Regions from separate parts of the Mus musculus genome. Here region 1 is linked to region 2. Evidence: chromatin contacts called from public HiChIP or PLAC-seq data. All regions are on one chromosome and are shown on one strand. Each heading gives the region's core, a stretch centred on a gene start, on an enhancer-like site or on the middle of the called end of the contact. The rest is flanking DNA. Distances are from core to core; before and after follow the strand shown.

What was found. HiChIP or PLAC-seq counts read pairs in DNA pulled down with a chosen protein or histone mark.
Region 1: an H3K27ac HiChIP or PLAC-seq map of microglia shows a contact between it and region 2, with 6 times the contacts expected there. The contact joins the promoter of Dcaf8 here to the promoter of Cfap126 in region 2. A contact is called at or near these places in 1 of 39 promoter capture datasets (liver) and 2 of 115 datasets of contacts at active chromatin or transcription factors (large pre-B cells and microglia).

What each region holds. Positions count from the first base shown.
Region 1 is chr1:172,146,305-172,149,373 of GRCm38.p6, reverse strand. It overlaps Dcaf8 (DDB1 and CUL4 associated factor 8), which reads right to left and starts at 1,359. Exons shown (of 14, transcript NM_001357204.1): 1 at 1,036-1,359; 2 at 53-125.
Region 2 is chr1:171,121,527-171,124,358 of GRCm38.p6, reverse strand. It overlaps Cfap126 (cilia and flagella associated protein 126), which reads right to left and starts at 1,314. Exons shown (of 5, transcript NM_001379426.1): 1 at 1,166-1,314. The coding sequence starts at 1,192.

The DNA of each region.
Region 1 (3,069 bases), core at 110-2,609, 1.0 Mb before region 2:
CATGAGGAAAGGGTCTTGAATTGAGGAATTAAACGCCTTCAATGCCACTCACCTTCCTGCTTTTATCGCCGACCGAAGTCAGGCCCAAGATCCTGAGAAAACTGGTCTGGAGGTTCGCTGAAGAACTGAGAAAAGTGAAAGTTTACATGGCAAAGGCGTCTCTTCTGAAAGTAGCCAAAATATTTATGACCACACTTTAATGTTTTTTTTTTTAAAGTCTCCTCACAACTATTTAAAACCAAAACAACTTACCTAACTCAATTCTGACTACTGAACAAAACCCATGCCCGTAATGGAAACACAAAGGATTAACACAAGATTTAAACGCCAGGCAAAGTTATCTCCCAGCTCCACCAAGGCTAAAGAGTCACTTATGAGGAAAACCTGTATCTTTTCAACTCTTAAACCAAACCACCCGTCTCAAGCAAACTCCGGAGCAGGGGGGGGGAGGGGAGAATCCGCGGGAGAATGTGATCGCTCTAGTGCGGGTTTGTTTACAGACTACACCAACAATCATGAGTCAGAAATTCAAGCCGCCAGATGCTTTCCAACTAATAAGGACCAAGCGGGACCGTTCTAAGGTGTCCTAAAAGATTTCGGGACACGGGGAGGGGAAGTACATTAAGAGAACTAGATCACAAAGCATTCAAGAACAGACTGCCAGTTTCTTGGACCTCGGCCTTCCGTACGAGGTGCTGGGCCTGAGATCTTGGGATGGGGGAAGGGGGCACACTGCGCGGTGGCCCTGAAGTGACTAGGAGACGCCAACAGAGCCGGGTCCCCAAATTATAAAGGGAGAAATGAGAGTTTACGAATGGGTCACCGGACGAACGAGAAGCCCCTGTGAGTCATGGGGTTGGCCCTAGGGGGCAACCCCGTGGACCGACCCGGGCAGAGGACGAGTCCTCCCAGCACCGACTCGGAGGAGGGGAGTAAGACTTAAAGTCCGGGAGTTTTAGGAAAGGGATCGGGCCTGTCCTGCGGGGAAGCGGTCAGGGAGAGGGGGGAACAGGCCGAGCCGGACGAAACACGGACCCGGTAGGTCAAGGGGAGGGCGTCCGGCTGGGGCAGTTACAAGCACGGGAGCTGGCGAGGCCCGGCAGCCCGCTTCCCATCTAGGGTCATCCTTCTGCCAGCGGATGCTCCGACTGTTCCAGGCCCAGCCGCCCCGTCCACTGCCGCCACCAACGCCGCCGCCATCTTACACTGGCCAGCGGCAGCCACCACCACCGTCTCGGGTCTCCGCGCCTGCGCCTGCGCCGTCACGCTTTCCGGCGGGGTTTGCGACGCTGTGCTGGAGGAGACTGAGCGAGAGCGGTCCCGCGAGCTCTGGGCTCCCAACCCTCCCGGTGGCCGCACAAGGGGCGGAGCCTCGGGCCAACCGAAGCCGCGAGGGGCGCGTGCGCGGGGCGGAGGAGTCAAGTTGTTTTCGTACTTTGAGAGTGATGGCTTGTCTCCTGGTATTCAAAACACATGCGATCTAGGGGCTCCTTGGAGTTGTGCCGGAAAATGAACCTCATTCCAAAGGCTCTGGCAGGCAAACTTCTAGGTGTCCTCCAGGCCTGAGGTTCTAATTCTTGCCATATTTTTTTGTTTGTTTGTTTCCTTGTTTAAAGAAAAACCCCTTTCTCCTTTCAGGCTCAAAGCTGCATTTCCTTCAATGGCTTCTTAAGAGGCCTTCTGCCAGCACCCATTTGTCCATTTGTTTAAAAGAGTCACTAAGGTTTGGGGATGTTGGAATGCTTCCTAAGGGTCTAAAAGTTTTAAAAGTTTGATCCCCACACCTGGGGGTGGGAGTGACACGGCTTAGAAACAGGATTTATTTATTCATTTGAAACAGGATCTTTCTACCCGGGCTGTCCTGGAACTGTAGATCTCACAGAGATCACCCACCTGCCTCTGCCTCTCAGGCGCTGGGATTAGGATTAAAGGCGCTCAACGCTGCAGAGTTTAATTTTTTAAATGAGCATACAAACTAACAGGTTACAAACTAGCACTCAGGAGGCTGAGACAGGATATACACAAGTTGGAGGTCAACCTAGAACAACGGATAGTAAGTTCGGGGCTAGAATAAGTCCTTCCCCGATCCCCAACACACACACACACACACACACACACACGCAATAGGTTTCCATGTGGCATTTTCATATGTATGTGTCATGCCTGTTTCTTCATGGCCCCCTTCCCACTCATTTTCCCCTTCTTGGTTACCTTCCTCCAATAACTACCACTAAGTTTTGTGACTAGTGTATACTCCATTCTCTTTTCTTAGCTTTCCTTCAACTCTCTTTATATCTCTTCCTTGCCTCTCAGTCTCCTGTCTACTTTGTTGTTAAATATGAATACGTGTGTGTAATTAATAGACATATGTATACATGAACTTAAATCCAGATTCTGCATATGGGAGAGGACATGCCATATTTGTCTTTCTGAGTCTAACTTATGTTGTTTATAATCTGCAAATACTATTTCATTCTTCATAGTTGATGGATCCTATTGTGTATATATTCTATATTTTCTTTAATTCATTCATCTGTTGATAAATATCTAGGTTTATTCATAATTTAGCTGTTGTGAAAATACAGCTAAAACATGGATACGCCACATAACTCTGCAGGTTGCTGGTTTTAGGTAACCTCTGTACACTACTTTCTGCTGACACCTAAAGGAAACCTAACCAGGATTCTAGGATTCCAGATTACTCCTAGCTAGCAGGCTGGAGCATTCTTATTTGTAGCAGAAAAATCTAGTAGGATCATTATATCCAGGGTAGGCAGTAGAATAAAATAATTGTTTTTCACTGTTTAGGGTAGACATCAGAATGAAGAGTTTTTTTTCCTGGAAGTAATGTTTTTGTTTTGTTTTGTTTGTTTTTCCAGACAGGGTTTCCTTGCCCTGGCTGTCCTGGAACTCACTTTGTAGACCAGACTGGCCTTGAACTCAAAAATCTGCCTGCCTCTGCTTCCCAAGTGCCAAGACTAAAGGCGTGCGCCACCACTTCCCGGCTTTTTTGGAAGTAATTTGACCTTGAAAAAGATCCTTATAGAAAACCGAGGTGCTTTCTCTCAT
Region 2 (2,832 bases), core at 65-2,564:
TTGTGACACACTGCTGGAGACTGCTAGATTAGACCAAGGGATGGTAACCAAATCCACATTGCTACCTGCTTTTAGAAGGCCAAGGGGCAGAAAACGCCACTTTCTTTCTTTCTTTCTTTCTTTCTTTCCTCTCTCTCTCTCTCTCTCTCTCTCTCTCTCTCTCTCTCTCTCTCTCTCTCTCTCTCTCTCTCTCTCTCTCTTTTTCTTTCTTTCTTTGAGGCTGGGTTCCACCCTTCTGTCCCTGCCTCCCTGGCAAGAACGTTTTTTATTTGTAAAAATAGACCATTTGTAAAAATATTTGTAGACATAAAACAACCATTTGTGTTGCTTTGACAGAAGGTAGTTGGCCAAGGTGGCACACACCTGTAAGCCTCACGCTTAGCAGAGGAAGGTAGGAGGGTTGTGACTTTGTGGTCCAGTCTGGGATAGGTAGGTAGTAGCAAAACCTTACCTGTCTACCTACTCACACACATACACATAAACGAAGAAAAAGAACAACACTAAACTGGGAATACTAAAGAAGGAAAATATTTTCTCCAAAGGAACTCCAAAAATGTGTAGGCAATATTTTGTTTCTTTTCTTACTACAAGACTCTGGCTGGCCTGGAACTCTCTATGTAGACCAGGCTGGCCTCGAACCATCAGTGACTATTTTGTGTCCTTGTTTTCATTCTCTCTCTCTCTCTCTCTCTCTCTCTCTCTCTCTCTCTCTCTCTCTCTCTCTCTCTCTTTCTCTCTCTCTCTGTGTGTGTGTGGAGGGGGAGGGGTTCTCTTGAAGCTCAGGTTAGCCTTGGACTCAGTATGTAGCCCCAGAATGCCTTGAACACCCATCCTCCTGCCTCGGGGACCACTGGGGAGCATCTCTACCCCTATATTTTGAATTTTTCTGAAACAAATTAGTGCTAACTTTCATATAAATAGATATGACTTTGTCACTTGACTTACAAAGCCTAAACTGCTTACTCTGGCCTGTACAAATAAAATCACTGCTTCCTGGCTTACGGTCTACAGATTTAACCCAGATCCTCTTTGCTTGTTCCTGGGCCCTCCCACCCATGAGATGAAGCACCGCCTCAACCCAGTCAGAGTCTGATGGGAGCGGGCAGTCAAGGGCAGCATCTGGAACATAAACTCAAATGTAAAAGGGTGACGAGCAAGCGCTTACCTGGTTGGCACTGTAGTTAGTGGCCATGATCCAGTGCTGTTTACACTTGTTGCCTGGCAACTGCAGAAGGCCAGCCTTCTGGGAGTTACTCCCGGTCAGCAGGGGTTGGGCTACATTCTGTGGTTTACACTACCCTCTTCCTTTCTCTCTGAAACGTAGGTTCATTTTCATTTTAGAGTATAGAGGCCCAAACAAACATGAGAAAATGAACTGAGAAGTAGCCATGGATACCTTGAACACCCCGTCCTCCTGCCTCTGCTTCCAAAATCCCAGGACCACTGAGCAGGACCGCTGCATTTGCCTCAGTTACTATACTTTGCATGTGTCCAAAACAAATCAGGGATAACTGTCATGTAAATAGCTGTTTCCCCAACATAGTTAAGTCTGCTTCAGAATTTCCAGGTTGTCTTTGAATGACATCTTCAACTATTTAAACAAACTTTGAGACCCCCCAACCCCCGTGAGCTGAGTGTGTGAGACACTGTGGTATAATGAACTAAGCCTAACCCCTCATCCATCACACACTGTAGTGATGGCCTGCTTTGTACACTGAAGAATAAGGTGAATGAAATGTTCACAGTGGGAATTGGGCGCTGCCAAGATGCTGCTCACAGGATAACAAAGGCACACTGCTTAGGAAGCAACCAACTGGTTTGTTCCCAAAAGGAAATATATGTCTTATCCTTGGTCCTTAAGTGACTCCTGTCTCCTCCATCCCCCTACAGTCACAGGACCCAAGATATAGCTTCATAGTGTTGGTTAGGATATGGCAAATCAGAACGTAGGGTGGGAAACTGAGTAGGTACCAGGGCCTGAGCCTATTAGCTATAAAACCAAGGAACCCTGAGAGACTCATTGAAATTTCTGTTAAGTCCATCTACTCATCTATTGGGGTGTTAGAACTAAAGAGGGCTTGTCAGTTACAAAGTCTTAAGTTTTAAAAAAAGGAAAAAACCCAAGTTGTCCAAAGATACTTAAGAGCCAGATATGGCTGTGCACGCCTGTAATCCCAGTATCCAGGAAGTGGAGGCAGGAGGATCTCAAGTTCAAGACCAGCCTTGGCTATGTAGTAGGATCCTGTCTCCAAAAAACAGGGAAGGGACTCATGAGGCCCCCCCTCCTTCCTGGAGCTATGGAGGCGTTAACTGTTGCTGGGGGAGGGGCTCACAAGGCCCCGCCCTTTATGTTAATAGTTCTGGAGAGGGCAGGATCTTCTTTTCAGTGTTGTAACCAGCCACACTGGTAGGTGGTCCATGCTCCTGGGAATAACCTCCCACGTGTGCAAGCATCTCTGAGCTCAGACACACACACACACACACACACACACACACACACACACACTCAAACACGAAAGCATGGTGACGCCTCTAACCTCAGAACTTGGAGGAGTCAGACCTCTAAATGTGAGCCAACCAGGTTTACATAGTAAGTTCCAGGCCAGTCAGGGATGCATAGAAAGGCCTTATCTCAACAACCAAACAACAAGAACAAAAGTCCACGTGAAGTGAGAAGAGGGTATAGGGGGAAGCAGGTGGGGTCCACTGGGAGGGGGAGGGGCATAAGAGGGTGAACGCAATCAGAATCCTACATGAATGAAAATGTCACAATGAAACCCATTATTCTATAGATCATAGGTGCTGGTTTGAAGGAAGGACGTGGGGTGGGGA